Regions from separate parts of the Mus musculus genome. Here regions 1, 2, 4, 5, 6 and 7 are each linked to region 3. The links are chromatin contacts, called in public Hi-C and HiChIP or PLAC-seq maps. All regions are on one chromosome and are shown on one strand. Each heading gives the region's core, a stretch centred on a gene start, on an enhancer-like site or on the middle of the called end of the contact. The rest is flanking DNA. Distances are from core to core; before and after follow the strand shown.

What was found. A called contact is a pair of places that touch in the nucleus more often than the background predicts. HiChIP or PLAC-seq counts read pairs in DNA pulled down with a chosen protein or histone mark.
Region 1: a contact with region 3 is called in a Hi-C map of nephron progenitors, with 1.8 times the contacts expected there. The contact joins the enhancer-like site here to the promoter of Rbms3 in region 3. A contact is called at or near these places in 5 of 484 Hi-C or Micro-C datasets (myocytes, nephron progenitors and uterus).
Region 2: a contact with region 3 is called in a Hi-C map of the N1E-115 cell line, with 2.5 times the contacts expected there. The contact joins the enhancer-like site here to the promoter of Rbms3 in region 3. A contact is called at or near these places in 1 of 15 datasets of contacts at CTCF or cohesin (the NIH/3T3 cell line), 4 of 484 Hi-C or Micro-C datasets (the N1E-115 cell line, embryonic stem cells, myocytes and 1 more), 4 of 115 datasets of contacts at active chromatin or transcription factors (bone marrow-derived macrophages, embryonic limb bud, embryonic midbrain and 1 more) and 2 of 9 other capture datasets (adipose tissue and pancreatic islet).
Region 4: a contact with region 3 is called in a Hi-C map of the N1E-115 cell line, with 9 times the contacts expected there. The contact joins the enhancer-like site here to the promoter of Rbms3 in region 3. A contact is called at or near these places in 3 of 484 Hi-C or Micro-C datasets (the N1E-115 cell line, embryonic fibroblasts and uterus) and 4 of 115 datasets of contacts at active chromatin or transcription factors (bone marrow-derived macrophages, fibro-adipogenic progenitors, neural progenitor cells and 1 more).
Region 5: a Hi-C map of uterus shows a contact between it and region 3, with 4 times the contacts expected there. The contact joins the enhancer-like site here to the promoter of Rbms3 in region 3. A contact is called at or near these places in 3 of 484 Hi-C or Micro-C datasets (adipose-derived mesenchymal stem cells and uterus), 2 of 115 datasets of contacts at active chromatin or transcription factors (embryonic forebrain and fibro-adipogenic progenitors) and 1 of 9 other capture datasets (adipose tissue).
Region 6: a contact with region 3 is called in a Hi-C map of the N1E-115 cell line, with 2.8 times the contacts expected there. The contact joins the enhancer-like site here to the promoter of Rbms3 in region 3. A contact is called at or near these places in 13 of 484 Hi-C or Micro-C datasets (the N1E-115 cell line, adipose-derived mesenchymal stem cells, cerebral cortex and 5 more), 1 of 115 datasets of contacts at active chromatin or transcription factors (embryonic limb bud) and 1 of 9 other capture datasets (adipose tissue).
Region 7: an H3K27ac HiChIP or PLAC-seq map of heart atrium shows a contact between it and region 3, with 6 read pairs. The contact joins the enhancer-like site here to the promoter of Rbms3 in region 3. A contact is called at or near these places in 5 of 484 Hi-C or Micro-C datasets (muscle stem cells, nephron progenitors and uterus), 3 of 115 datasets of contacts at active chromatin or transcription factors (bone marrow-derived macrophages, fibro-adipogenic progenitors and heart atrium) and 2 of 9 other capture datasets (adipose tissue and liver).

What each region holds. Positions count from the first base shown.
Region 1 is chr9:116,746,815-116,750,890 of GRCm38.p6, reverse strand. All of the region lies in intron 6 of Rbms3 (RNA binding motif, single stranded interacting protein), which reads left to right. Among named protein-coding and RNA genes, the nearest start is that of Gm39449, 220 kb to the right of the region's middle. Within about 2 kb of position 1,905, at least 11 of the 459 cell types and tissues checked have an H3K27ac peak or open chromatin away from gene starts, as enhancers often do. A contact at or near this core is called in nephron progenitors, where this site is marked.
Region 2 is chr9:116,963,887-116,967,976 of GRCm38.p6, reverse strand. All of the region lies in intron 3 of Rbms3 (RNA binding motif, single stranded interacting protein), which reads left to right. Among named protein-coding and RNA genes, the nearest start is that of Gm39452, 230 kb to the left of the region's middle. Within about 2 kb of position 1,921, at least 16 of the 459 cell types and tissues checked have an H3K27ac peak or open chromatin away from gene starts, as enhancers often do. A contact at or near this core is called in the N1E-115 cell line, where this site is marked.
Region 3 is chr9:117,249,675-117,253,925 of GRCm38.p6, reverse strand. It overlaps Rbms3 (RNA binding motif, single stranded interacting protein), which reads left to right and starts at 1,443. Exons shown (of 15, transcript NM_001172123.1): 1 at 1,443-2,199. The coding sequence starts at 2,125. It overlaps Gm17396 (predicted gene, 17396), which reads right to left and starts at 1,393. Exons shown (of 2, transcript NR_166691.1): 1 at 1,088-1,393; 2 at 1-581.
Region 4 is chr9:116,908,103-116,912,106 of GRCm38.p6, reverse strand. All of the region lies in intron 4 of Rbms3 (RNA binding motif, single stranded interacting protein), which reads left to right. Among named protein-coding and RNA genes, the nearest start is that of Gm39452, 280 kb to the left of the region's middle. Within about 2 kb of position 2,441, at least 18 of the 459 cell types and tissues checked have an H3K27ac peak or open chromatin away from gene starts, as enhancers often do. A contact at or near this core is called in the N1E-115 cell line and fibro-adipogenic progenitors, where this site is marked.
Region 5 is chr9:116,845,134-116,849,188 of GRCm38.p6, reverse strand. All of the region lies in intron 4 of Rbms3 (RNA binding motif, single stranded interacting protein), which reads left to right. Among named protein-coding and RNA genes, the nearest start is that of Gm39449, 320 kb to the right of the region's middle. Within about 2 kb of position 1,613, at least 37 of the 459 cell types and tissues checked have an H3K27ac peak or open chromatin away from gene starts, as enhancers often do. A contact at or near this core is called in adipose tissue, adipose-derived mesenchymal stem cells, fibro-adipogenic progenitors and 1 more, where this site is marked.
Region 6 is chr9:117,569,723-117,573,605 of GRCm38.p6, reverse strand. It overlaps a transcript of Rbms3 not described here. Among named protein-coding and RNA genes, the nearest start is that of Gm39450, 150 kb to the left of the region's middle. Within about 2 kb of position 2,240, at least 50 of the 459 cell types and tissues checked have an H3K27ac peak or open chromatin away from gene starts, as enhancers often do. A contact at or near this core is called in the N1E-115 cell line, adipose-derived mesenchymal stem cells, embryonic fibroblasts and 2 more, where this site is marked.
Region 7 is chr9:116,872,627-116,876,874 of GRCm38.p6, reverse strand. The region is part of intron 4 of Rbms3 (RNA binding motif, single stranded interacting protein); the gene reads left to right. Among named protein-coding and RNA genes, the nearest start is that of Gm39452, 320 kb to the left of the region's middle. Within about 2 kb of position 2,749, at least 93 of the 459 cell types and tissues checked have an H3K27ac peak or open chromatin away from gene starts, as enhancers often do. A contact at or near this core is called in adipose tissue, heart atrium, muscle stem cells and 2 more, where this site is marked.

The sequences.
Region 1 (4,076 bases), core at 656-3,155, 500 kb after region 3:
GGAGGTTCCTAGTCCTTGTATGTTTCATCTACTTCCTGGGCCTTGTAAGTTGTATCTAATTCCCAGGCCTTGTAAGTTTCATCTACTTCCAGGGCCTTGAATGTTTTGTTTACTTCTTGAGTCTTGCAAGGTTCCCTTTTCCCCTCCATGTGAGAATGTTTCACAATTCCAATTTCAGTATGAGACCCTAAGAGCATGTGCACGTGTGGGTGTGTTTTAAGGACCTTAGCAGAAGGCAGCTCTGAGAATAAAGACAAGAGTGACTCAGTAAACTTGTCTATTTATACTACCTCTATTTGTCACCCTCCTCCTTGTGTGGCCAGTACCTGTCTGTGGAACTCACAAAGTTTATAGGAACTTCCTATCCCTCTAGCTTTCTTTATGATTTTGGTCAAGGGAATTAATGTAAAAGAAAAGAAAACTGTGTGTGGTAACATACACTTGTAATCTCAGTATGCAGGACGCCGAGACAGAAGAATTGCCATGGGTTTGATGCCAGCTTGTTCTACATAGTGAGTTGCAAGCCAGCCAAGGCTAGCTAGCAAGACTCTGTCTCGCAGAAAAAATATTTTGTAGTTGTTTGTAAAAGACTCATTGTTTTAGTGTAAATTAAGCACTGTTTGGTGAGTAGGCTGTTCTGTGTCCTTGGACCCCATTTCTATATGCTTATCAGCTAATTATACAGTGTAGATATGTTTTGTAGGTGAGACCTTTTTGAGGATGTGTCTCTAGACAACTTGAAAACAGTCTGCTGTTTTGCATTAAGAACTCTGGGTTAAGCAAATTGATTCAAATTAGTCATGTCTGTGAATGAAGGTATAGGATGAATTCAACAACAGAGTATGTTAGACCTGGCACAGGGAAAACACACACACACACACACACACACACACACACACACACACAGCATACACAAACATAGCTAGCACACATACACTCAACACACACATACAGAGCACACATACTTGCAGCACATAACATAGCACATACACAGACACACAAACACAAAACACACACACACAAGCAGCACACATACACACACACACTTGCCCCATTCATAAGTCTCTGAAAAAATACAATTCTTCCTCCTCCATCTTTTTCTACTGTGTGTGTGTGTGTGTGTGTGTGTGTGTGTGTGTGTGTGTGTGTGTAAAATACAGACACAAGCCTTAAATACCATGGAGAGTTTCCTTTGATGAGAATTTCATAACGTTACTCAAAATTATGGCTGTGGTGTGTGGCCATACTCCCCTGTGCCTGCCAAGCCTGGTCTAACTTTTGGCCTTTTTCATTTTTATTTCTGGCGAATGCCTCGCACAGCAAAGCTAGTTGTTTGACTCACAAATTGCAGCCCAGACCCTCGGTCACAACGTGTCCATTTTACAGCAAAGTTCACGATGTATTTGATCTTAAACATGCCACGGAAAATTGAAGTCGGGGCAGCTCAAATATCACCTCCAGAGGCGTGGACAAGCAAGAAACACCGTGACCTTCAGATTTGGACTCTTTTGTCCTTCCTTAGAGACAGGATACACAAAGGTTGCTAAGTTGATTTATGTTAAGTTAAAGCCATTTTGATATAGCAATGACCTTGTAGCAATAAAAGTTTAAGTAGCCAGTTCTTCGGGGATCTGTGAAAAAATAACACTCCTGAAATAGCAGGTATCTTCTGTGGGAGCCTGTGAATGTGTGAGAGTTTATGGATTTGGGATGTGTCCCTAAAAGAGGGACCTAAGTGTAATCACTGTGTGCTTTGGACTTCAGCTTTTACTGAGAGCTGGAAGGTGCCAAGGAGGGATCAAGAAAGTGAAATGTGATATTCTTTGAAATCCTCCTTCCCCAGACTAAGTGGACTTTTAAGAGGACTGACCACACACACACACACACACACACACACACACACACCAGTCTTACTTTCTCTTTCCTTCTTGTCCATTGTGCCTCATGCTGAGACCTCATTGTTCTCCAGGCCTCTAATCTATAATACAAAATCGTGCTCTTATCTTTAAAGCATGGTAAGCGGTCTCTGAGTTCTAAAAACTCCAAGCTTCCATTTCAAGCAACTGTTACATGATATACAATAGGAGATGAGAGTGTGTGTTTGTGTTTGTGTGTGTGTGTGTGTTTGTGTGAAAATATTTTGTTCCTAGGGAATCTAAAACCATAGAAAAAAAGAGTAATAGATAAATATATTAAAAAGTCTAGCATATAAGTTATTCAACTTATTCAAAATTTGCTGACATGGAAGATAAAATAAACATGTCAGAATTTTAATTGGCCAAGTCTGACTAGCAGAAACAGATGTGCTTAGCGAGACTGCTAGAGTTACCTCCCTTCAGGATTCCACACAAGAGCTCCCTTTAGCGAAGCTGCTTGATTGATTTCTTGCTTTTCAACAGATTAGATTTCTGTAGCACAATTAACATTGCCAGTCTAGGAGTCAAGGGAGAACCGCTTTCTCTGTGCCTCAGGCCTGTTTGAAACTCGTGATCCTCCTGCCTCAGCCTCCTCCATGCTAAAATTATAGCATGAATCACTAGCCCAGCTAATGCTAACACATTTTATAAACACTAATAACGTCTTCGGTTAGCATAGAAAGTAATGTCATTATGACATTTCCACAGGCAGATTTATGCACCACTATGTTTTGCTTTAGTGTGACTCCCTCCGTTCCTCTGTTCGGCCTAGTGTTTTGTCAACTTGACACAAACTAGACTCATTTGAGAAGAGGGAGCCTCAACTGATAAAATATCCCCAGCGGATTGGCCTGTAGGAAAGCCTGGGGTCCATTTCCTTGCTTGATATTAGTGTGGGAGGACTACCACTGCATTCTTCTCTATGGCTGAACCAAATCCATTGACATGGACACATTTTTCATACAGCTCAACTTTCTGAGGGTAGAGCGTCAGCACTCATTCCAAATAACAAATCAGCTTGGGAGAATTGCTAAGACGAGCTGTAGGATTCTGTGTATGCTAAAGGTTAAAACTGAAAAAGAGAAAGACAGACAGACTGTATTTCATTGTTGTTCAGTTCCTTCCTTTTTCTAAGAATGACATTTCCTTGATTGTTCATTTTTCATACCAGAAATTAAGGTGCATAAATTTATACCATAGACTGTTATGAAGGATTTCCAAGAACTAATTATGGAAGGATTCATGTTCTCTCTCTATCTAGAACCATATTAAATATTTACAGTTATAACATATGCTTATTTTTATGGACTCTTTGATTTTACCATTTTATCTTACTGTGGTGGGTATTAGAACAAACTTGACTGAATTTCCAATTGCGATCCTGACTCTCATCTTTACCAATAACATTAGATAGGCTGTTCACTCTCTCTCTCTCTTTCCTTCCTCACTTCTCCATCTGAAAAATGGGAAAAATAAGATCAGTGATAGAGATGGGTCATGTGACCTCAACAGCCTTCAAACTTTTATATATCTGCTTGATACTTTAATTCATTAACGCTGATTACGTGTCATCTTATGAAATGCCATTTTCCAGGAGTATACTTAAAATATGTCTTCAGAATCATAAAGCAAAGAATAATTGTAAAATACTACATATAATGAGTTATACTGCTGCTTGCACGTGGGAATGATATTAAAACTAATGGCCACAGCCAAAGCAACATTTGTCTGGCTTAGATAGGGAATTTCCTGATCTATTCCACTGTAACCAAGTCTGATTGTGGGCTGGAGAGAGGCATCAGTGATTAAGAGCACTGGTTGCTCTTTCAGAGGACGGAGTTTGGGTCCCAGCACAAGCACACGGCTCTCAGTGCCTGTAAATCCAGTTTTAGACACTTCAGTGCCCTCTTCTGGCCTACAAGTGCACAAACACATACAGACAAAAATAAATCATTTTTAGCAAGAAGTTCAATAGACTGATATCAGCTCAAACTTTGGAAACTGGCATCTCATATGTAGTCAGGGCCTTATTAGCTGACGACCCCATGTAACTTGCACACTCTGTGACTCACTCTCTGAACAAACTGAGGATAATGGAAAATATATACCCATGCATGCTTGGAAGAACTAAATGACATTATATAAACAAAGCGTACGATA
Region 2 (4,090 bases), core at 672-3,171, 290 kb after region 3:
CCTTACCAGAAACCTTGGCATTGTGAGGGAGGGAGCACAAGAGCATTTCTGGAGCTTGCTGTTTACCAACCTTGGGGTCAGGTTCCACAAGAGGGCCTTGTTCAAAGAGAATTATAACAATAGCGGTAGATCAGGAGGCCCAGCATCTTCCTCTAACAAGAATGAAATTATTTACATAGCCACACATACATGCATACATATACCACATTCACATGGCCACACATACATGTGTACATGTATAAAACAAAAAGAAAATAGCTAGAGAAGCATATATAAGGCTTCTTCTTATAATATTCCCAGTTATGGGCTTTGCTTTCTCTTCCTGCATGCATGGTGGATTCTGAAGATGGGTGTTGACTCTGAGCATCCCACACCAGCCATTTTGGGGATTCACTGAGTCTAAATATAGAGCACAGTATCACAGCTTGGCAGTGGTTCCCCTCCAATCAACGCTTGCTCACTAAGACCAGTACCTCTGCTCTGTGCTTGGGAGAACTCTATCGCCGCTGCCTGTTGTAAGACTGGAGCAAGGGGAGGAAGAGGGGAATGGGCAATCAGAGCTTAGATGGTAATCAGTTCTGCCTACCCAGTGGCCTGCAGTGACAGTGTTCTTATAGCTTGCTCCCATCATAGCTACAAACTCAGTAGGATGTTTTGTGAGTACCCCAGGCCCGTTCCTGCAGCCATCATTCTAACATTACCTTCTCTCTATACCAATGGAAGAGACATGTTGCTCAGATAATTCACAGACATCTATGAATGCAGCCTTTCAGCAAAGAGAGGCTTTCTGGAGGTTGGCCTGAAATTTATATCTACATTGACTGCTTGTTAAATCTCTGCCATGCAATAAAGTAATAATTGCCCCAGAAGAAGGCTAGGTAAACTGTGTGGACACTGAGTCTCAATAACACTTGGGCATTTCACCCGTCTCCTCAATAATGATCTTGATCCTAGTTTTGACTCTCAGTCAGCAGCAGTAATGTCTCCTATTTAAGAAAAGTCAACTGTACATGGTGATTTGGTAGACCCATCTGAACTCGGGTATAGCTCGGTATGATTTCTCAGGCACTATAAACAGAGAGAATGTCCGATTTTCAAGTGGTACTTGAAAGCAAGTTCCTTCACTTGTTGAGTTTGTCTGTCTTGTAACTGTTTTATTCAACCAGACTAAAAATCTTATGTCTTTTACCTAGCCTTTACTTTTTGTTTTTTGTTTGTTTTGTGCACAAATTGTAGTCTGTTCACCTCACCTGGAAACAGAGGTTTGCTTGTCCTTTCCAGGTATTACAGCAGTACTTCTGTATACCTACCTCCTGATCTAACTCACATGTGCACATAAAATGGGATGCAGACACGCACAAACACATGCACACAAACACACACACATATACACAGAGATACATACAAACATATACACACAAACACACACATACACACACAAACACATACAAACATGCACAGAAACACACACATACAAACACACATATACATACACACATAAATACACACACACATACAAACACACACATACAGACACACACAAACAGATACACACATACAAACACACACACATACAAACACACATACACACATACACACATACACACCCCATGTGTGTATCAACCGTTGAATATGTAAAGAGACTTTAATGAAACTCCAAACCCATCTTTGCACAATGGGTTTTGAAGGATAAAGGTCCCTGGAATATGTCACCTCTGACTGCAGGAGACAGACAAAGGGCCCTCGGGTGATACTGTAGAGTTAAGTTGTAATTAATATAGATTATTTCTCTAGAAGGTCATCCCACTGGTAGTGCCATGTAATAACAAAACCTTAAGTAAGCGCAGAAGGTACAAAGCATTTCAGGGAAGCATTGATTAAGCCTGTGGATGGAAGACCGAATTCTCAGAATGACCTAATTATCCCACAGTTCCTTTCCTCCCATGGCGCCACTTCCGCCTAATTGCCAAGCTGCAGGCCTGGTCTCCTCTGACCAGGAAGAAAAACAAGCTCTGGCTGGTGGGGGGTGGGGGTAGGAGGGAACAGTGACATTCAGATCTAATTGGCTTGAACCTGTGGCCAAATTAGATGACATAAGAAGGAGGTGGGTGCGCAGCCACCAAGTTGAGTTTGTCCTGGCTAGCCTTTCCTGGGGTGCTGCAGGGTAGAAAGCACCATGAGCTGGGTGGGGCTGCTCTGCTGCCTTTCTCCTGCCAGCTGCAGGGGCAGAGGTGGCCGTGACCAGACTTAATTATTTGTCGGGAAGGAGAGCAAATTGAAACCAAATTAAAGTGATTTTTATCCCTCACTCAACGCATCGCTGTTTCTTATTAGAGCCAGCCTTGTATGTCATTTTGTTTTCTCCCGGCCGTGATGTAGCTCTTACCCTCGTAAACCTCCAAGACGCCACGTTTTCTTCCAGAATGGAAATATCTTTCACGGTTTCTTGAGACATTTTGACCTCTGGTCCCTCACTTAGACCAGTAAAAGTATACATGAATATCCCACAACTGGAGAGTGTTTACTCGCTCTTTATTCTAAGTCTGTATGCAGAATCTTTTGCTTCTTGTTGGCTTGGAGCCACCCCCACAAGTGTGGGGTCCCTCATTGTCCCCAGAATTCAGTCAAAAATTTCCCGAGAGAAAGCTCAGGGTGCCTTGTGGAAATTGGCTAAGTATGTATAGGAGCACAGCCTCCTGAAGAGCCAGACCTAGATTCTCTAATATACTGTGTGGAGAATGGGACTTGAAGTACAAGGAGGAATCTGATGTGTGGGGCAAAAACATCTCCTGTACTAGCTTTGTCAGCTAGCCTATTTCAGCCTATCTGCAGGTGGCAAAGGCTGCCATTTACAGCTACTTAAGATGTTACATGGTCCTCCTCCTCCTCCTCCTCCTCCTCCTCCTCCTCCTCCTCCTCCTGGGAGGTGGAAGTCCCACCTTCTTCCTTTCATCCAGTAACTGACTTCTGCCTTCTTTATTGACACTATCAAGAACCAACCCTCTACCTGCTGAAGGAAGAAATGAATTCAGGGCTATGATGTGGGAAAGGAAGCAAGTCATTGGGGTGGCCTTGTGGGTTTATAAACCAGCCCCCTTCCTACCTGCTCTCTGCCTGACTGTCGATACTGTGACCAGTTTTCTCCTGTTCTTGCTGCCATGCCTCCCCGCTATGACAGAACTAAGAGCCGGGATAAGCCATTCCCTTTCAGTTGCTTGTGTGGGGCACTTGGTCACAGCACTGACTGAGATACGTAACACACACACAGCCAGGGCGCTTCTTCCTTCCAGTGACTGTGGGTTCTGGGGCAGCATGTCTATGTCTGTGCAGAGGTGCCTGGGCCTGCGCCTTCTTGGATAGGATGTTTTATGAATTGTCTACTTGTTTTCACAAAGCTTGGATCTCTTCTCAGCTTGGTCTCCCCTACTTTCCTACTTCTTGCTCAAAACTACAAAGAAGTCTATAGCGTGCCCTAGTAGTTGGCCAAAAAATACTTCTGAATCGCTGAAATGAGTTTTAGTCATTTCCTTTGAATTCACACAATAAGGACACACACACACACACACACACACACACACACACACTCATCTTATAAAGAAAATGAAAACTCAGTTAACCCAATTGAAGGATGAGAGATGACTCCATTAGTTTAAGTGTTTGCAGTACACTAATGAGGCTCTAGGCTCAAACCCAGCACCCATATGAAACATTAGACATAATGATAGACATTTGTAATTGTAATGCTAGAAGATGGAGACAGGCAAATCCCTGGGGCTTACTGGCCACCCAGTCTTGCCTACACAGTAAGTTCCATATGCATTAGACACCATGTCTCAATAAACAAGGTAGACGGGTTCTACCTCAGCACCTAAGTTCTAGGAATGACACCTAAGGTTGAGCATTGGGTTCCTCACACATGTGCACATTGGGAATACATATGTCACACACATACATGTGAATTCATATGTCACATACATGCACATGTAAACACGTATGTACACACATGCACACAACCCTCCAGCATTGACTTCCTATCTTCTATCTAATTTTGTCTCTCAATACTCCCCATTAGCCAAGCTTTTATAAAGTC
Region 3 (4,251 bases), core at 194-2,693:
CACACACACACACACACACACACACACACACAGAGAGAGAGAGAGAGAGAGAGAGAGAGAGAGAGAGAGAGAGAGAATCGACATAAAACCCAATGTGATGTCTCCGTGTCCTTGTCTTTCTGCTGGTACCCAGACTTCAGAACTGAGCTTCCTGGAGCTAAGGAGCACAGGAGCCTAGGTTGTTACCCCATGAGTGGCAGGCGGGACTTAAAGCAGAGGTGGCATCCTGTGTATTGCAGTTTCAATTCTCCCTCCATGTGAGGAAACTGCCTTTGTACCTGGAGTCTTTTATCTGAAAGGACGGCTGGAGTGTTCGGCAGACTTGGGGGAGTGGAGAGGCACAGAGGCTGGCTGCCCACGCTCCGGGCATGCGTGAGCACTCCCAGCAAAACACAGCTGGCACAGCTAATTTTAGCCTCACCGCCGCCTTGCAGAGAAACCCTTTAAGGAGATCTATCTTCTCTGAAACAATCTGTATTATAATGTAGCAGCTGATCGACGTGTCGGAATATTATTACTGGTGGGGGGAAAAACTCTGACAAGTAATTATGAGTTTTTGTTCAATTTTTTTGTGTGCAATACTTACAGAGCCACGAAAGCATTAAGAAAGAGCAAGTAAGAGAAGGAGAGAGAGAGAGAGAGAGAGAGAGAGAGAGAGAGAGAGAGAGAGAGGTTATTTTATTCTCCAATAAGCGAATAAATGTAAAGATCACTTTGATTTCGTTTTTAAGAGATGGATAAAGCCACAACACAATTATTTGTGATAGTTAAGGCAACCCCCTTGTTGAGATGGGGCTTGGCTTCCCCACAGAGGTACCCAGCTGAGAATCCCCACTTTTTCTCCTCTCTTGAGCATCCCCCAAAACATTGGTTTCATCTTCAGGTCCTCGGTTCATCTGGCTTTTAATGTGTTAACAGATTTTGAAAAAGCCTTGAATACACTTTTCTCCCTACTTAACTAGAAAGGTTGGCATGTGTGTGTAAATACACACACACACACACACACACACACACACACACACTTCTCCTTCCCTCATGCTCCCCTCGCAGGGCAGGGTCTGTTTTGTTCATCAATGCCATGCCTCACCTCTGGGAACTTGGCGATTGAAGAGGAGAAGCAGCTTGGGAGCTTGGGAGCCCTGGTCGGAGCAGGGCAGGGAGGCTGGGCCATGCCCCACCCAGGCACTTCACAGAGAAGCTGGGGTTCGGTTCCACCCGCGGCTCGGCTGCAGACGCTGCTCACTGTGCTATTCCAGATAGCTAGCAGAGGGGTGGCAGCAGCCTCTTTCTTTCTTTTTCTTCTTCTTTTTCATCTTCTTTTTCCCCCCTTGGAGGAAATACTGCAGCCTTCTGGACTGCGTGCCCGGCTCCCTGGAGAGGCTCTCTCAGTTCCACCCACTGGCTGGAAGGAGGGGAAGTGAGTGAGAGGGGCAAGGCCAGCTGGAACACACCATGTCACTCTGGGAACCAGACAGCAGCAACTAAGCCTGCACGGGTTTCTTTTTCTTTTCTTTCTTTTTTCTTTTTTCTTTTTCTTTTTTTCCCGGTTTTTTTTCCTTTCCGTTCTTTTTCTTTTTGTCCGTTGTTTCTTTTCCTTTTTTCTTCTTTTTATTAAAATTTCCTTTTTCCGCGGTGGGAAAGAGACACGGGAGAGAACGAAAGCTGTACTGCAAGGATTCCGAGTTGTGCTAAAGGATCTATTTCTTTTTTTCTCCTCCTTCGCCTTTACAAGCGCCTGCGATTGACACCACTAGAGACAGGCTGGTCACAGAGCAAACTGCTTCATCCGGACTGGACCGGGCAGCTGGGAGGAACCAGGCAGGCAAGAACTGGGGAAGCAGTCTGGGGGTTTCCGCTACAGATCTCAACCCCCATCTGTTTTTGTTTTTGTTTTCTTTTTCTTTTTCTCTTTTCTTTTTGGTTCTTTTGTTTTGCTTTGCTTTGGTTTTTTGGGTTGTTTTAAATTCCTCACGGTGTTGGAACTAGTGAGGCTGGAGTCTGAGAAGCCTCAGCAGTCACGCAGACTGCCAGGGACAGTGGATTAAGAGAAAGAAGCTCGCTTGCCTGGGGCATCATACACCCTGTTATTCAGTTTCCTGCCTCGGAGATAAAGATCCCAGCTACATGGGCAAACGCCTGGATCAGCCACAAATGTACCCCCAGTACACGTACTACTGTCCTCAGTACCTCCAAACCAAGGTATGGCTGGACCCGCGGGCTTCAGAAGGCAGCGTGGTGCCTGGCGCTCCTCCGGAGCGTGGCAATCCGACCCTTCCCTCACCCTAGCCCCCATCCCCTCTGCCGACCTCTTTCAAATTACTAACAGTAGGAACGGAGTTAACAAGCCAGAGAAAGAAGGGAGAGGAAGCCCCGGAGTGTAGCTTTCTCTTTAAAGACAGGGGACTTTCAATGGAGTGTTCTTTTGTTATTTAGCTGCAGAAATGCCGGTGAGATGGTTGAAGTCTTTTGCAGGTGAGCAGGGATTTTTAGAAACGAGGTCCCAACAGACGTTCTCAGGGGGCGAGAATATTGTTTTAGGAGCTTTTCTAGCGAGCTGTTCTTTGTGTGTGAATCTCAAAGATTTGGGTACCCCCCTCCCTTTCCCCCTTCCTTACAGAAAACACTCTGGGGTGGGGGCCACTTAAACTTTTCATGGCCTAGTGAAAGAGGAAAGAGGAGCGCCAGGAGGCACCCACCAAAGTCTTTCAGAGTTTGTTGAGCATTTTTTTTTCTTTTTTCTTTTGGTTTGGACTGTATTTTATGTGAAGGTTGACTGAGATGCTTTGGGGGGCTAAAAGAACTAGAGGCTTAGCATCCATAGCTTTTACTTTTAGACTGGCCCCCACCCCCACCCTTCAGTTACCACTAGGAAGTCTGGGTCTGGGGGTGGGGGGAAGGCATGGGATGTAACTGATAATAATTGGACTTGAATTGGTTAAAGACTTTAGGCTTTGTGCGAGCATGTGCTTAAGTGATCATTAGGGGCCTGGAGGCAAGCCCACGAAACTGAGCAGGGGGCAGTGCCCACCCTGAACTTTTTATCCTGCAGTTAAGACATGAAAGATGTGAGGTGAGAGATCCATGCTCTAATTTGTCAATTCGATTGGGCTTGATTATTTTGGGGGGTGGGGGGTGGAGGGTACCATGCCGGATACTCTCTGATTTCGTAATGAATTAACCAGACCCCTCCATCTTCTTAGTAACTCCACATGTGAGAGCAAGCAGGGCACGGCTGAGCAGTGTACGCTGTCACTGGGTTCTCAGGGTTTGGCATAATCAGGGTTTGGTAATTCACGATAAGGTTACCTCCCATTTACTCTGTCTCATCAGACAATGCCCATTTGGACAACAGCCTCTCAGGATTGCATTAAAGGCTGGTGTTTCTTTTTCCATTTTTCCCCCTTTTCTGATTGCTCTACCCTATGCCCTACCCCTCCAAGGTCGACTCACTTTGCTTTCTGCCTTTGTGCCCACTTAGTTTGGGCAGCTGCTGCTTAAATAGACCAGCCCTCCTGCCTGGTGCCCTGAGTATTAACTCTTTGGGCAACTTGGTAGACAGCACTGGCTGCCTACTACTTTAAAGAAATGGTCAGGCGGGTTTAAAAAAGAAAAGCATACCCACGGTCCGTTTTCTCCGCAAAGAGACAAAAGCAATAAGCTCCAGGGTTGCCTGAAAAATATCAAACATTCCAAACCTTTTACTCATTTGGCTAAATTTTTCCAAATGTTTCCCCAAATCGTGCTTTGTGCTGGTTCTGGTTTTCTGGTGCCATTACAACCACAAGAGAAACTTTTGATTGAAGTTTGAGTGAAATAGTTGGGGTTTTTGTTTTGTTTTTCTCCTAGATTGCCTTTAATGTAGTATTACTAACGGAATAATGAATGCTGGGGAGAGTTAAAGATACAGGGTGCTGGGTGAGTGAGCCACTGTAGGAAAGGGAGGGATGAAGGGAAGGAGGGAGACAGGGAGGAAGAAAAAGACAGAGACAGAGACAGAGACAGAGACAGAGACAGAGACAGAGACAGAAATGGGAGTGAGGAAAGACTGCAGTAGTGATTTGACCTGTTTTGCCTGAAAGAAAACTGAGAGGTTTATCAAGTCTGTTTGGGGGCCTGTGCAGCGTTAGTGCCCCATGGACCCTGACAGCGGCTCTGGATCTTGTTACTTTGGAGCCAGCCAAAGCCATCAGTGTCTGCCACATTTTTAAGAAGTTAGCTCACTTAAGGCATCTTAAGCTGATATTTGGGTAA
Region 4 (4,004 bases), core at 1,192-3,691, 340 kb after region 3:
AGTGTTTTTAAATGCCCCCTTTGCCAAGAGATGCATTCTTTTCAAAAGCTTATGTTTTATGATTTTCCTGCCTTGAAGACAGTTGCCTGCATGAGGCACAGGTTTTTATGTGCATCTGTTCATGTGTCTGCATGCTTTGCTGTATTGCAGATTTTGGCAGCTGCTGGGTAAGGAGTTCTCCTGGGTCTAGTCCTTGTCTTTGTGAAGAAAAGAATTCAGTCAAGAAACAAAGACAGTTTAAGCAGGAGTTTATTTGGCAAAATAAACACTCAGAAGAAAGATTGGAGTGGACTCTGTTGAAGAAGGGGTTAGCAATATAGTGTGGGCAGAATTATGGATTTATAAACACATTTTTAATGGATGGTATATTAATGGGGCGAAGTGAGCCTTTCCCTCCCTGATCAGGGTGATCCCTACAAAATCTCACAAACTGTCAAAACCACAATACAAATGATAATGACAGTGAAGTCTTTTGAAGAGGTGCACCATTTGTGAAGGCACTGGGGAAATCCCAAGATGCATAGTTTGTTTTTTTAGCTAGCAACAACTTATTGTGAGCTTCAAGGACATTTAACACAGAGTGTCATTCCCCTATCAGGAGACAAAGCTATGAAATAGAGATGTGGTTTCCTTTTGTTGTCTCCTGTCTAACTCCTTGTATAAGCTGGGCAAACACATTGCCACCGAGCTACATCCCCTGTTCGCAAATCTATACTTTTATTATTATTATTATTATTATTATTAATTATTATTATTATTATAAAAAGGTTTACTCATTTAGTTTTTTGTGCATGTTGTATGCGTATCTGCACGTGTACATGTGTATCATGTGCATGCAGTATACACAGAGACCAGGAGAAAATGTCCTATCTCCTGGAACTGGAGTTACAGGTAGTTATAAACTGCCATGCCGGTGCTGAGAATCAAACCCTGGTCCTCTGCAAGGCCACCCAGTGCTCTGAACTTCTGAGCCATTTCTCCAGTCTCTTTCTGACTCTTTAACAAGCATCTCAAGCTGTTCCAGAGGAAGATCCAAGAAGCAGTCCTCCTGTAGAGCAGACAGCATGACGGATGGGAGACTAAACACTCTACATTCAGTATTATCTCCCCAAGTCCCTCGTTCCCTCATTATGGGATATTTACTATCAGACTGAATTTATAAAGAATTTAGTACCCATAATAACATGGGCATTGGAATAGACTATCTCTCTTCATAAAGTGGGAGAAATAGCTTAAAGGGCAATAAAAAAGGTTGCCTAGAAACACTTAGTCCTGGAAGCTTTAAAAACACCCTGGGATGCAGATGGTATTTAGACCTCCTCTCCCTTTTCTTTGTCACTGGGGAAAGAAACAAAAAAAAATCTTTTTGAGACCATTTATCCTATTTGGACAAATAATTGTTTTTGAAAGTGTATTTCTTCTTATGTATGTGTGTGTGTGTGTGTGTGTGCATGTGCACACATCTTATGTATGTGTGTGTGCATGTGCACATGTACTATGTAGGAGTATGTGTGCATATGCACATGTATTATGTGGGGGTATGTGTGCATGTGTACATGTATTGTGTGTGTGTGTGTGCATGTGCACATGTATGCATGTGTGTTGGAGGGCAGAAGGCAACTGTGGGTACTTTTCCTCAGTCATCATCATTTGTTTCCAACGCAGGATTTCTCAATGACCTGGACCTTGTCCCGTAGGTCATGCTTGATCATCACAGAGCCCCAGGATTTGCCTTTTTCTGCCTCCCCAGTACTAGGCTCGCAAGAACATGTTTGGGTATTTTTCACATGAGTTCTAGCAGTTGACTTCAGGTCTTTGTACACTTTAACAGCTAAGCCATCTAGCACTTAAAAATAACTGTATTCTAGCTTAACACAGGGCAAAGGGCATGTAAGCGTGGGGTGCAACTTGGCAATTACACAAGAAAATATAGCCACACACTCCCATTTCTACCAAACAAAAAGATTGTGGAGCCTTCAACACAAATTCAGTATGACTAAGAAAGGGAAAAAAAAAAAAAAAACAACCTGATAGAAATTCGTTCCAGTAATTTCCTCGCATGTCATAGCTGTCTCTGAAAGCATGCCAGGACAGGATAATGAGGCATATGATACTTCTGAGAAAAGACAAGCATTAAAATTAAACCCAAGTCAACAATAGATTATGAACCTAACATTACTAGCAGATAGATATGTATTTAAAATCATTAGCCTACTAAGGCTGCAACTCAGAACTTTCAAGGCTCCAGTATTATCCTAAGAATTACATTTGAATCTCCCAGGATCGTGTGGCCTTCAAAGCTTTCCCTTCACAGTCACAACGTTGCAGGTGACTTCTGAGTCACCATCTTCAGCTATCAGCACATCTCCAGAGCTGTTGATGGGTGTCTCCTGGTCACTACTGGGAGGATCATTCCAAATTCTTGCCTCATCCTGGAAGTACGGAAGAAGATAGCCTCAGTGCTGAGGTATTCAGTTCCCTTTCAAAGGGATGATTTGTGAGGCATTCTGACATCTGCAAAAATCTGCAAAGAAGAGACAAGCCAACAGACTTCGGGATGTCTCTAGCTTTGTCAGAGTTGCTCCCTCACTTGAAGTACAATGGGAAGATGGGAACAATGTTATTATGCAGGTATTGCTAAGTCTGAGCGATCTTAAGCCGTGTGTGTGTGTGTGTGTGTGTGTGTGTGTGTGTGTGTGTGATGCATATTAATTAAAATGTGTTATACATCTGGCCTTCAGATTTCTGAATGTGCTGAAAACATGTGTCAGGACAATCTCCTCCACAAGGGGAAATGTTTTCTTGTCCTGTAGTGTGAGGTCCTGCAAATGTGTGCTTTTCCCAGTCCAGTGACAAAGTCACAGACGTAGTCAGAAGGGCCCTGGAAGGAGCCTTGGACATGGCTTCGTGGTGAAACGTGGCTGGATTCCCAAATGATTTAATGGGTTTCAGCACAAAATGCCCCAGAATCTAGTTGAATGTCTCTGTTTCTGGAAGATTGGTGATGACCTTTGCATCTAAGGGAAAACCTGTGGGCTTGCTCAAGAGAGATCATTTGTAAGCACTTCTTACAGAAATGAGGATTCTTTGGTACTATCCCAGACATAGAAATGAAAATATTCATGGTGAAAGTTTTAGAAATAATGTATATTTTAGAAACACTCCAATGTTACTTATTCTACATACTTGGGGACACTTTGCCGCATGATTTTGGATCTTATTTGTCAGCTGAGTTCGTTTCCCATAGAGTTAGCACCAGGATGGACAAATGTTTGAGGTGAAATACTTGGTGACACACGAAAACAAACCAGACAGCCCAGATTTAACTCTGTCCCATTGAGTTTATTTTTTAAAAAAAATTGTTTATTATTTGGTTTAACATGTATGGGTGGTTTGCCTGAATGCATGTCTGTGAATCATGTATGTGCAGTGCCTGTGGATGCCAGAAGAAGACATCGGACCATGTGGAACTGGCAAGGGTCATAAGCCGCCACATGCTCGCTAGGATGCAATACTGGTCTTCTGAAAGAACAGTCAGTGCTCAACTGCTGAGCCATCTCTCTAGCCCTTTATTCCACCGACTTCAAACAATCCTGTCTCCTTTCCTTTTCCTCTTCTGTATGACGTGAACATTTGAGCGGGTTGAAGATATTTTATTACTTATTTTCTTCCTTTTCCTTGCTGGGAGGTTGATCCCAGGGCTTCTCCCATGATCAAGCAGGCTCACTGTGCACTGAGCTGCACCCCCTTGTCCCTTACTGTTTCTTCAGTGGATGAGTGTTCTGTGGTAGCATCTGTTGACCTCAAGGCAGGCACCTTGCCCAGGGGAGGGAAGAACCAGCCAGGACCCCTTAGACATCTGGAACAGCAGAAGCAATGAGTCCTAAATTTTAGAAGCCACAGATCCCTCTGTAGAATCACCTTCCCGGGAGAGGGAGAACTGAAAAGAGAGTGTTTGACAGATACAGATCTCACCCTCTAGAACTGACATGTCTTGAAAATCT
Region 5 (4,055 bases), core at 364-2,863, 400 kb after region 3:
GCAATGAGAGCTCTCCCTGCTCAAAAGGAATAGGTTCATTGCTGCATTAAACACAACAGTGGCCCTCGAGACATGGCTCAGCAATGTGAGCACTTGCTACTTTTGCAGTGGCTCAGAGTTCATTCCCCAGAACCTACATGGGGGTTCACCACTCACTTGTTGTAACTTCAGCTCCAGGAGAATGAATGCCCTCTTGTGGACTCCATAAGCACTTCACTCGTGCACACACATGCACACACTCCACACATGTATACACATATTTTAAAATAAAGCAAAATCTTTTCTTTAAAGAAGGAAAAGGAATCCACAACACAAAGGTGGGAAACAAAGTCCCAACTCCCTCTGGTGAGTTTCCTTGACAATCTTAATTATCAGGTCATGCCTCTCAACATTAAAAACAAACCCACCAGAACAAAGAAGCAAAGCTAAGGCTGAGTCTCAAGCATCCTTCTTGAGGGATGTACGTCATCAAGCCTCTGCAGCTTCCCTTCCCTGTTTTATTATGGAGTGCTCTCTGCTATACCTGTGAAAATGGTCAACTTCCAATTTATTTTTCATTACAGTCAAGCTGTGATAGCGTGCACCGTGGAAATCTATCCCCTCATCAGAAGGTACCTGAGGACCTACTCTGTGTTAACCGTTGCTGTATAAACTCAGGATGAGCTAGTAAAGAAAGAAGACGCTGTGTCTGTGTTCGTGATGTTCATTTTCTTGTGGTGAAAGAGGCAAGCAATCCGAATTCTCTGAGCCAAGCCATTATCATCTGTTTAATAGAATTAATCCACGAGCCATAAACATTCTTAACCCGATGACATTCTGGAACGAGAAGAATTTCCTGCCTCTCATGGATATTGTTCTTCTATCAATGCCATGGAAACATTAAGATGCTCTGGTAAAATGATGTGTCGATATAAAAAAGTAAAGTTTGAGACATGCTTCTGCTAAGGGACATGACCTAAAACTTTCCATGCTTATAAAAAGCGGCGACTCTGTTTCTGATGAAGATAGATAGAGTGCCTTTCTCTCTCTGCTTTCTAATCATTTTCCCTAAACTGGCATACTTCACCCTGTGTCACCCACTTGATGCAGTGATAAACAGAACCCAGGACATTTTAAGTCCAAGTTTTTCTGTAACTTTCCCAAGCACTAGGTGGTTTCTTTCAGTGCAGTAACTGCGGTGACAGCCGTTTCTGCCATCATCAAACCCCAGATGTAACCTGACCCAGAGCTTAACATCACCCTGTTTATTGGGGCTGGATTTGATTTGTGACCTTGTGTTTACAAATTTGACATGTGATTTTGGCCTACTGTCGAGTACAGCCCTTCATCTGGTCCTAGAAATGATCTTTTTCCTCATTTTTTGGCTCATTGAGCTGTTCTGACTACGTTTGGAAGGGGAGTTTCAGTGTTTTGCGTCTGTGTGCTTGGCTGGAGTGTAGACAGTTTGACCATGGTCCTAGTCTCTAAGGAACTTGGAACATGGCCCAAGAGGTTGCTTGATGTACACAAGCATAATAACTTGGATCGGAAGGGACTACAGAGGCCACCTACACCCTACACCAACAGATGCAGGAACTCCAGTGCCAAGAGGGGTCAAGCAGCTAACTCAAGATCTTGGAATGAACTGATGGCAGAGGCTGGGCCAGGGTCCAGGTCTCTTCCCAGGGTCGCTGTCTTCCCATGACCACAGCCTCTCTCTAATCTTTGGCACACCCTCATCTTAACCTAATAAATAGGATGGATGGTCTTAAACTTTGGACAAGGTCAGTCATCATGGGAATTAGCTAGTAACTATTGCCTTTTGTGGTTAGAGCAAACATCTGGCCAGAGACTAGGGCCTGAGGAGAGGAAAATAATGATGCAAAGCAAGAACATAACTGAGCAATGCAGAAGTGAATATTGGCAAAATCACTAAAGGGACTAAAGAGCCAACTGATGGAACTGTTCCTATATCTTTGGGTGGCTTGTAAGCAACTGGTCTCTTGGGTGAGCATTTTATGGTTACTTGTGTGTGTGTGTGTGTGTTCCAAGAAGAAAGACCACAACTTAAAAGGCCAGAAAACTTTCCATCATTTGTATTCTTATTTATTACCTAAAGGAAAGGGGTGTTGTCAGGGTTTGCAGAAAGAGTGTTCATACCACCCTTACTCATGATGAGTAAGGTGCTAGCCTGACTGGGGTGAAGGATGTCCAGGCAGCTGGCAAAGCATTCTTGAGGTGCTTGTGTCTGAGGGTGTTTCTCAAAGGTGCCCAGACTGGGGTTGGTAGACTGAGGCACAAAGCTCCACCCTAGCTGATGTAGGCAGATCTCATCAATGTTCTAAGGAGCTGAAGAGGACAAACAGTAGAGCAGAGAGTAATTGGCTCCTCACCTGTAGCTGCTGAGGTAGTTATCTTCTCTCCTAGCCTTGGATATGAAGGGCTCGGATCTCAGACTCTGAGATTTAACTCCCAGGATCTCTGTCTTTTATCCTAAAACAGGATTATACCATTGCTCTTTCTGGGTTTCCAGATTGCAGCCAGTACATGGGGAGACTCTGCCTCTGTGGCTTTAAGAGTTTAATCTCAAAGTAAACCCAGTTTGCAGGTATATAATTATACCTCTCTCTACATAAGCTCTGTATCAATCTAGCCATCTCTGTCTGTTCATTTGCATATGTTCTTTGGGTTTTGTTTCTCTGGAGAATCCTGACCAGTGCTTTCTCTCTAAGGCTGTGACTCTGCTCATATTAATACTTTATGACTTTGGCAATGATCGACTGCTGATGTAGATATCTAGGGATTGAGGCATGGCTTAGTTGGTAGAGTGTCTGCAGGGTTCAATCCCTGGCACTCATAGATTGACCTGGTGATGATCCTAGGACTTGGGAGGTTGGATACAAGAATCAAGAATTCTAGAGCAGCCTCAGCTACATAATGACGGAAGTCAGCAGGCCTATATGGGACCTATATAAACAAACAACAACAGCAACTGTGTGTGTGTGTTTGTATGTGTGTGCGTGTGTCTTCTGGTTGTTTTATTTATGAGTAAATCATGTCCCTACACTATTTTTCTCTCTCCCCATCTACCATCATAATATCATCATTTTCCACTTACTAAAACTTTCATTTTGAATCATTTTTAATAACATCAAATTTATGGAGTCATATTAAATTAAAATTTCTCCTTGTGTGAAATATTTAATTTCAATTTTATGTCAAATACTTTGATAGCAGAAGTCCAAAAGGTACATGAAAATTATTAATTTCTCTGTCTTCTATGTCCTGAAGATACTGGGTTTTCTGCAGCTTAGCTCATAGTCCATGTACTAGTATGTTCTAACTTAATTCTGTCCTGGAAAATTATATTTATGGGTACCGTGGTAAATCAAGAATTTATAATCATTATATATTATATAACTTGCTTTGGACTTTAAGTGTATCTATGAGTACCCCTACACTCCTAATCTATGACCTCTAAGAAGGAAGCAGTAGTAGCCTTTCTTGGCAAGGTCTCTCATAGCATTGCTCTAACTCCTCTGGAAGCTTGGGAGGATTTCTGAGGCTCCTTGGCCATGGGACTTCTCAGGGGCGGAACAGGAATTCATAGGAGCGGATACTTGACACTTTGTTTCCTTCTGTATCCACCACACACTTTGTCTTTACTCTTACGCATCTGTAAATCATGAAATGTGTGTGTCTGTGATGAATACAGTCTCTGGTCTTCTAGTCCTTTCCAGCCCTGAGTTAGTTAGAAATGTAAATTATCAATGATGGCCATTAAGGGGATAAGGATGGAAGCTGGAGAGATGGGTCTGGGTTTAAGAGCCCCTGCTGCTCTTGGAAAGGATCTGAGTTCGGTTCCCAGCACTTACATCAGGCAGCTCATGGCCACCTGTGACTGCAGCTCCAGATCCAGTGCCCTCTGACCAAATCTGACCTCTGAACCTGCACTTGTACACACACACACACACACACACACACACACACACAGAATTAAAATAAAGTAGCTTAAAAACTATTTTAAGATGAAAATGTCGCTACAGCCTGAGATCATTTTTACTGGAATGTTATCT
Region 6 (3,883 bases), core at 991-3,490, 320 kb before region 3:
TTTGTGTTGTAGGTAGTGTTATCTACTTGACAGAATGCAGAATCGCCTGGACATGGCCACACCTATGTGGGTATCTTTATTACCTTAATTGAGGTAGATAGATTATCTTTATTGTGGGGAAGGCTATTCTCTGGGCAGAATATCCTGGAGTGTATGAAATAAAGTGGATCAAGTACATGCAAGAATATATCCCTCTCTGCTTCTTGTCAGAGATGCAATGTGGCCAGCTCTATGAAGCACCTGCTGCTCCAATTTCCCCATTGTGATGACCTTTAGCCTGGAGCTCTCAGTTAGAGCTCTTTGTCCTTTAAGTTGCTTCTGTCTGAGAATGTTATCACAGCATTGGAAAAATAACTAAGAGGCCATGGAATGTCAGGATACCATCTAGAACCTTCAATACCGCTGATAGTGAATGCCAGACAGGATTGGATAAAATGATGGTCACACACTTTGCTCCTAGTTGCACAACATGTCTTCTGCAGGGACTAGAGTCAGAACAAGTTCTGCATTCCACTAATATTGGTAAAATGAGGACTTGTGTGAATATAGGAAGAGAGTATTGAAAGTGAGCAGCAAAGAAGGGAGGTCAGATCTCATTTCTGTTGACTTTCCTGCTCTTTCTGGTAATTGCTTGTTATCCTCTACACTTACAGAGGACTGTATGCAAAACTACTGTTACATTCTACAGTCCCTGATCAAGAGAAAATGCTTGTACCCAGAGATCTGTCTATAAAGTGTGTGTGAACAACATTTCTTTCCTCACCTAAGGCAAACAGTTGCATAAGTCTTGACTCCTGGGAAGAATGTGGGCCAAAGGACAAACAACTAGGTCCAGGCTCCTTTTGTCCTGTTATCTACTTAGGTTGGAATAATTACTTCCCTTCTTTTCTCACCAATTCAGTTAACATGCACCAGCTCAAGGAAATTACATTTGCTCACGTAGATGTGCAAACAAGCAGAATGACAAGGACTTCTCTCACAGCTACATAGATAGAAATTGCATTGGGGAAAAGACAGTTTCTGAACTCAGTTGAGTCCTCCATAGATTAAAACAGAGATCTCTTGAACAGTGGCTCCCTTGCTGCCTTACCTCTACTCATGGTAAAGTGCTTATTGTCATAGTCAAATACTCTTGTGGAAGTGAAGAAAAGCACACAGATTTAGAATACTACCCTTTATTCACAACAGTAAGGAGTCCTTTCTGATCAAAGAAGGAGCTAAGGGCCTCCCACGTGTACACCAAGAGTGTCTAAGGGTAGATATCAGTTGGGAGACGGCTTGCCTCATATGCACAAAGCCCTGAGTTTGCTCTCCATCACAGCAGGTGGTGCATGTGATCCCAGTTTTCCAGAGGTGAACGGGGGAAGACTAGAAGTTCAGGGTTATCCTCAATGCATAGCAGGTTCAAGACCAGCCTGGAATAGATACAGAAGACCAAAACAAAACAAAACCAGCAAAAAGAATCCACCAAGAGTCTCCTACTGGTGTCTTGACATGGCTCCTCCTTCTCTGAGCAGGTTCTGCCTGCCTTTATTAAGTGCCTTTTGTTTAGATTCCTGGTCTTGTCTTCCTTCTGTCCTAGCATCTAATTCATTTTTTGGTTTACTCATTATGGTTAATGGTTAGTAATGTTCCTAAGGGCAAAGAATGTTTATTCTCGCTAGACCAGTGGTTCTCAACCTAAATTGGTCCTAGTGCTATGACCCTTTAATAAATTTCCTCATGTTGTGGTGATCCCTAATCATAAAATTATTTCATTGCTTATTCATAACTGTAACTTTGCTACTGTGGTGAATAAATAAATATCTGATATGCAGGATTTATGACATGTGACCTCTGTGAAAGGGTCATTTGACCTCCAAAGGCGTCACAATCCAGAGGTTGACACCCCCTGCTCTAGAGCTGTTTGGTTCTTAATGCAGTGCAGTTTTTAGTTAAGTCATTGTTGAGTGCATGACTAAGTAGGTACTGGAACACTGACTGGATGAAAGATGTGAATGTAGTCTCCACTGAATCATGGAATCTTAAGAGATCTTGATCTAATGCAGTAGATAGATGTCCGTGAAATACACATTTTAAGTACTTACAGTGAGGCTGGTAGTGTGTTAGGAATGGATGATAGATCTCTGGATGTAGCTGAATACATTTCTAGGAAAAGACAGTTCTCAGGATATAGGTCAAGCTCCAAAGTGCATTTCAGCAGCAAGGGAGATGACTCAGCAGGTAAGAATGCTTGTTGCACAAGCACAAGGAAATGAGTTCATGCCTGGAACACATCTAAAGAGCAAGCATATCGCCCTGCCCCTGCTTATACCCTTAGTTCTGTGGAGGTTGAGACAGACGGATCACTGTGGCTTGTGGCTTTTAGCTGAGCTCCAGAGTCAGCGAAAGACCTTCTCTCAGTTGGATCAGGCAAAGAGCGATAGAAAAAGGGTACCCAATAGTGGTCCATGGCTTCCTTGGATGCGTAGAATTCGAACTCACAGACTTGAGAGCATACAGCACATATGCACACTAAATAAGTTAGTTTCTGTGGGGTGAATTTGTAGAGATGGCCAGCAAAACTACTTTTTAAAATGCTTTTATGTTTTCATTTAAAAGCATGTCTGGCTAGAAATACACAATGGCTTGTTTCTCTCAAGCCATCCATCTGTATATGAAAATTATGCATGTTTAGTTGAGGATATAGTAGAAGACAATATCCTAGGACATGCTAGAATAAAGGACACCGAGGGGAAAACATCACAAGGAAAGGAAAAAGTTGTCAGGGTTTCCACAGGTTCCACAAAGCTGAACAACCAAGTAGCACCTAAAAAGGAGAACATACATTGTGGGTTTGGAAAAGACAACGCTGCGTGTGTTTATACTGTGCAAAGTAAGATGAGGAGGGAGAATAGAGAGAGACCTATTCTTGGCAGTGCATTGGCTAAGAGCATGGGAAAAATTCCTTGTGGAAAGCTGAAGCAAAACAGATGGGCTATTAGATTATCAGTACATGGCCCTAAACCAAGGAAAAGACCCTATCTTGGAAGAATTTACATTGAAGGCCTGGTGGGAGGGCTCAGGATATGAGCACACAAATCTAAGATTGAGCCGCAGAGTGCACATAAAATCCCCAGTGTGGCGGTATGTGCTTATAATCTCAGGATGCAGAAGTGGAGATGGGCGGATCCCGAGTCCTCTGAGCCTGTAGGCCTAGCTAAGTCAACAAGCTCTATATACTACTAAGAGACTATGGCTCAGAAAACAGGGTGGAAAGTTCTTGAGGACTGATAGCTGTGGATGACCTCAGACTTACACATGTGAACACCCACCCACAAGCATAGCCTCCATGAGTACAAAAACATGTGCACACGCACACCTACAGAAAAGATTTTAGTGAATGCAATTTGGTTTTCAGGGAGTTGAGAGAAACAGGTTCTCATCACATAATTCAATACATTACTAGTGTCTTCCCTTGTTTGCTGGTGTAAGCAGCTATTTATAAAATGTTCTTTTTAAGTAATAAGTAAAATTCAGTCTTATGAGGTAGCAAAAATGGTGTTATTCTTATTGCAAAAATTATGTGTAAGGATGGGTATAATTTAGATCAGAAAATGATTCATACATAAATGTTAAAATATAGAATTATTTACAGCAGTATAATTTTGCAAAATTTGAAAAGTTCAATATTAGGAAGATGATGTTATTTAAATGATCAAAGAGTTGCTAATGACATAGAAAAATATGGCATGGTTCTAAGGAGAACCATGTAAGGGGTTATACACTGACACTCTGAAGTTTTGGCACTGTAGAGTTGTGTCCACCTGACACTGTAAAGTGCTGTATACCTCATACTGTAGAGTTGTGTCCACCTGACACTGTAGAGTGGTAAACACCTGTC
Region 7 (4,248 bases), core at 1,500-3,999, 380 kb after region 3:
GTGATTATATTTTATTCCTAACATATTTTAACCTACTTGTTGTTCCAAAGAGTAATAAGACAGATTCAAAATACTGTTCTCAGTCCCGCTTGTTAAAAGCGGTGCCTTATTTAATGCTGATTGCATCTCTGTATTCTTTGGTGTGATAATGTTTACTGCATCTCTCTATTTGCATGTGTGCTTGCACCCATAGGTGTGAAAGTGCCAACATGCACACGTTGAGGTCAGAGGGCAACTTGCAAGCCTGTCCTCTCCTTTTACCACGTGGTTCAGATTTTCAGCCTTGGTGGCCAGCTCCTTCATCTGCTCAGCCATCTAGCTATCATTGATTGCTCTTACTTTAGCATGTTGTGTCCAGCTGCCCTCAGACTGCCAAGCGCAGAGAGAGTGGAAGTATGGTTTTGAGTGAGCGCTGACTTCATGCAACTGCTAATGCCCACTACCAGTGCAATCCCAGCACACCACATCCCCCATCTGCCCGTCATAATAGATTTTCACTCAGCTCTTTCCACTTGTTCCATAAAAACGCAGACAGTGAATATTTTGTGTCCCATGGTCTCTGTCATTTACGCTCTGCAACTCCCTTGAGTGTGTTCAACAGAATAGTAGTTTTCAACCATGGTGTGTCAGGTCTGTGGCTCTGAGGGAAAAGTGGAGGCTGATAAGTCATTTCAAGGGTGTTCTATTATACTGGGGCCAATATGGTTTTAGACTCACATCTGTGCAAGGTGTAATCACCAAATTGCCAGATTCGCACGCAGCAGCAGAGGCCACTTCTAATGCTTTGGGCATCTGGCGTTTTCCTGACATATTCCAACAACTCTTTATGAAGAAGGATCTTGAGTACTTTGAATAACAGGCAGTTCTATTTAATCTCATGTGGTAGAGACTTTGATACAGTTTTGCTCCAAATCCAGGGAAGAAAAAAATCGCAAGGATTGTATGATGGGAAAGGTACTTGTGGTTTGTCCTCCAGTATTTTATAGCGATATATACAAACACACAGGAAAAATCAGAAGAAGTCCACATTGGATCCTGTATCTGCATTCTAAACTAACTTCGGTGGCATTCGCTTCATTGAATACCTGCGACTCCATCCATCACTCCTTCTTATTTTTACACTAAAACATCAGTTGCAGATATGAACAAACCTCACCTCTTTACAAGTCAACATGCATACCATTAACTAGAATTAAATATCTGATATTATTCATTTGTTTTTTATGTCAATTTCCATAAAAATATAAAAAATGCTTTCTGCTCAGCCTAATTGCCTAACTGTACACATACCCTAATCTATCACATGACTTATGCATTTTATTTACCAAATGTTTTTGTAGATTTAGTAGCAGGATATGAACACACATGAAGAGAAAGTCTGTTAGCTCCCTCCTGTCACTGGTACCTCGGATAAAGGGATCTCTTCTCGCTGTTATGATGACAGCCTTCCATGAGGCTCTTAGCCATGGAATGGCCAAAGCAGTGAAGCATTGACACCTGACTGTCAATCCAGCCAGGGCTCATTGCTAATGATGGTTCACTGCCTGGAGTTCCATGTTCAAGACTCCCACGCTATGAGTGGATTTAGTGGATTGTGCTCTGAGGTCATTTGATGGTGTCTGACTCAAGCGGGGACCTGGTCAGGAAACAGCTCCATCTTTCCTGGAGATTTGGGAGATAACCAGAGAGCCAGCAGCTGGAAGGACCAGAAGTGTGTTGGAACTGTGTTAAAGTATTCCTCCCTCTAGTTCCTAGTTGTATCCTAGCAACATACCTACAAATTTTCCCTCCAAAAATCCTAATTGCAAAAGTTATGTCTAAATTATGAGAGGGGGGGGGGCAGTGGGTGGACTCAGGAAAGAAACTAATACAAAATTACTCTTTAAAAAATAAGCATTATTAAGAGAGAAAGCACTGAGACCTTGGCAGTAATGATTTGACCTTGAGGTGGGTCATAAAGGGGAAAAGAGGTGTCCTTTTAAAACCTGCAGTTGGAGGCTGGAGAGATGCTTAATAGATAAGGGAACTTGCTGGTCCTGGAGAGAACCTGGATTTGGTTCTCACAACCCACAGGACATCGAGCAACCATCTGTAACCCCCAGTAACAGGGGATTCCCTCTTCTGGCCTCTATAGGCACAAGGCACATGCATAATATGGATATATTCATGCAAACAAAATATACATACGTTTTAAAAAACTTAAAGCATGATAGTGATTGTAATGACAGACAGGATGATGGGGTGAGGTCCTCTGGAAATCCTTCAGATATATCAGCATCTGACTTTTGTAACTTTTCAGGGCATGGTGGAAGGTCTTATAGCAGGACATTTAGTGTGGGGTACCCTGTATGGCAGTGAGCATGTATGGCTAAGCATAGGACCATATCAGCTGCAGCACCGTTTCTTAATTATATAAGAGAGAGAAAAGAAGAGGCAGGGAGAGAAGGAGAAGGAGTGCAAGGGAGAAAAGGAGAGAGAGAGAAGCGGGAAGAGAGGGAAAGGACAGAGAGAAAGAGAAAGAAGAAAGGAGAGAAAGGTGGCGAGAGAGGGAGAGCATGGCCTGCTTGCTTCTTTAGGTTGTAAAAGTCTCTGGCCTCTTTCAGTAACCAGCATCTTCAAGGGACATAATGTAGCAGAAATAACACCTGAATGTACAGGGCAGTGGGGAGAGAGAATAGGGAAGCCACTGGCCTATTCTGGTATTCTGAACTTCATGTGGCTATTTGCTTTAAGGCTGATATGCTCCAGGAATGAGTCACCACTCCTATGAAAGTGTCAAATTGTAAATGGCTAGATATTTGGATCACAGCTAATGCAGGGTAACGGAACTCAGTTCAACTTTATTGCTTTTCTCTAAGAGGCCAACCAACAGGTTTGGGGTCGGTCAAGATTATTCCTGGCATGTGGGGGTTGAACAGTGGGGCGAGGAGCTCAGCTTCGCTTTCATCTTTAACTGCCCCACTTCCTTTAGAACCCCTCAGCAGATGGCAAGATAATCTGTCTGGTTCCTTGTAGCGTCTTGTGATCTCTCCCTAAGTGTGAGCCGGCCGGCTCCAGATCCTGTTCAAAGACTCAACTTTCAAAGCAAATATACACACAAGGCAGGGGTATTTTCGAAAACAAAGGTTATCATGTTTCCCCGAGGGGGACAGAAGAGCACGGGGAATGCTGGGAATAGAGTAAGTTCAGTTCACATGGCAGGATCCCTTAAAGATTGCATCCTGGAAAATGTATGACCAAACTGAACAGCAGCCAAGGGGAATAAGTGGGGTGGAGAAGAGAGAAACTCAGATGAAAGCCAGGAGAAAGGAAATGTTTCAGCAGAGGCTGAAGGTTCAAGGGATGTGTCCAGAGGCAGGATTCTGTGTCAACTGCTGACTGAACCAAACTTGTGCAGTAAGGACACACACACACACACACACACACACGCACACACGCACGCACGCACGCACGCACGCACGCACGCACGCACGCACGCATGCACGCGCGCACATACACACAGACATGCACGCATAGAAGCATGCCCCACCCTTGGAGGGAGAGAATGTCGTATTTCATCTCTTGCTGTGGAATGTAGCGGCTGATAAAACAGCAGACAATATTTCTGAGAACAGAGACAGCCTGTCTGAACCCAGCTCAACTTCTCCTTCTTATCACTTTGTGAAAACATGCTATCTTCAAGAGCCAAATTAGCTTTTCATGATACGGCTTCTTGGCAGCTCACACTGAGCGTCGGAGGGTTGAATGGGAATGACTAAGCGGTTTCATGAGCCAACTTCTTCCCAGATCTACTGCCTTGATGGGTTTGGTGTCAGTCAGACATGTAGGACCTTTGTTCCTTCAGAGACGACGAGATCTCTAGAAAAGTTAATTTTATTCTGAGAAAGACATGAGCAGGGGAGTCACAAAATGGGCCACAGGGTACTCTGTGGTGAGGAACTAGTTGACTATGCACACATGAGTGTTCTTCATTTTCTGTTTAGAATATTCCAGATTAGGATATATTTAGTGCAATCAGGATGAAGTCAGGAGTTAAAGAAAGTAAAGCTTGTCTCAGATGTTAGAAAGAATATTCAAATTTTATTTTTATGATTTTTTTCTACTACCACTAAGTTTCTCTCTCTCTCTCTCTCTCTCTCTCTCTCTCTCTCTCTCTCTGTGTGTGTGTGTGTGTGTGTGTGTGTGTGTGTGAGAGAGAGAGAGACAGACAGACAGACAGACAGACAGATAGACAGACAGACATGTGGA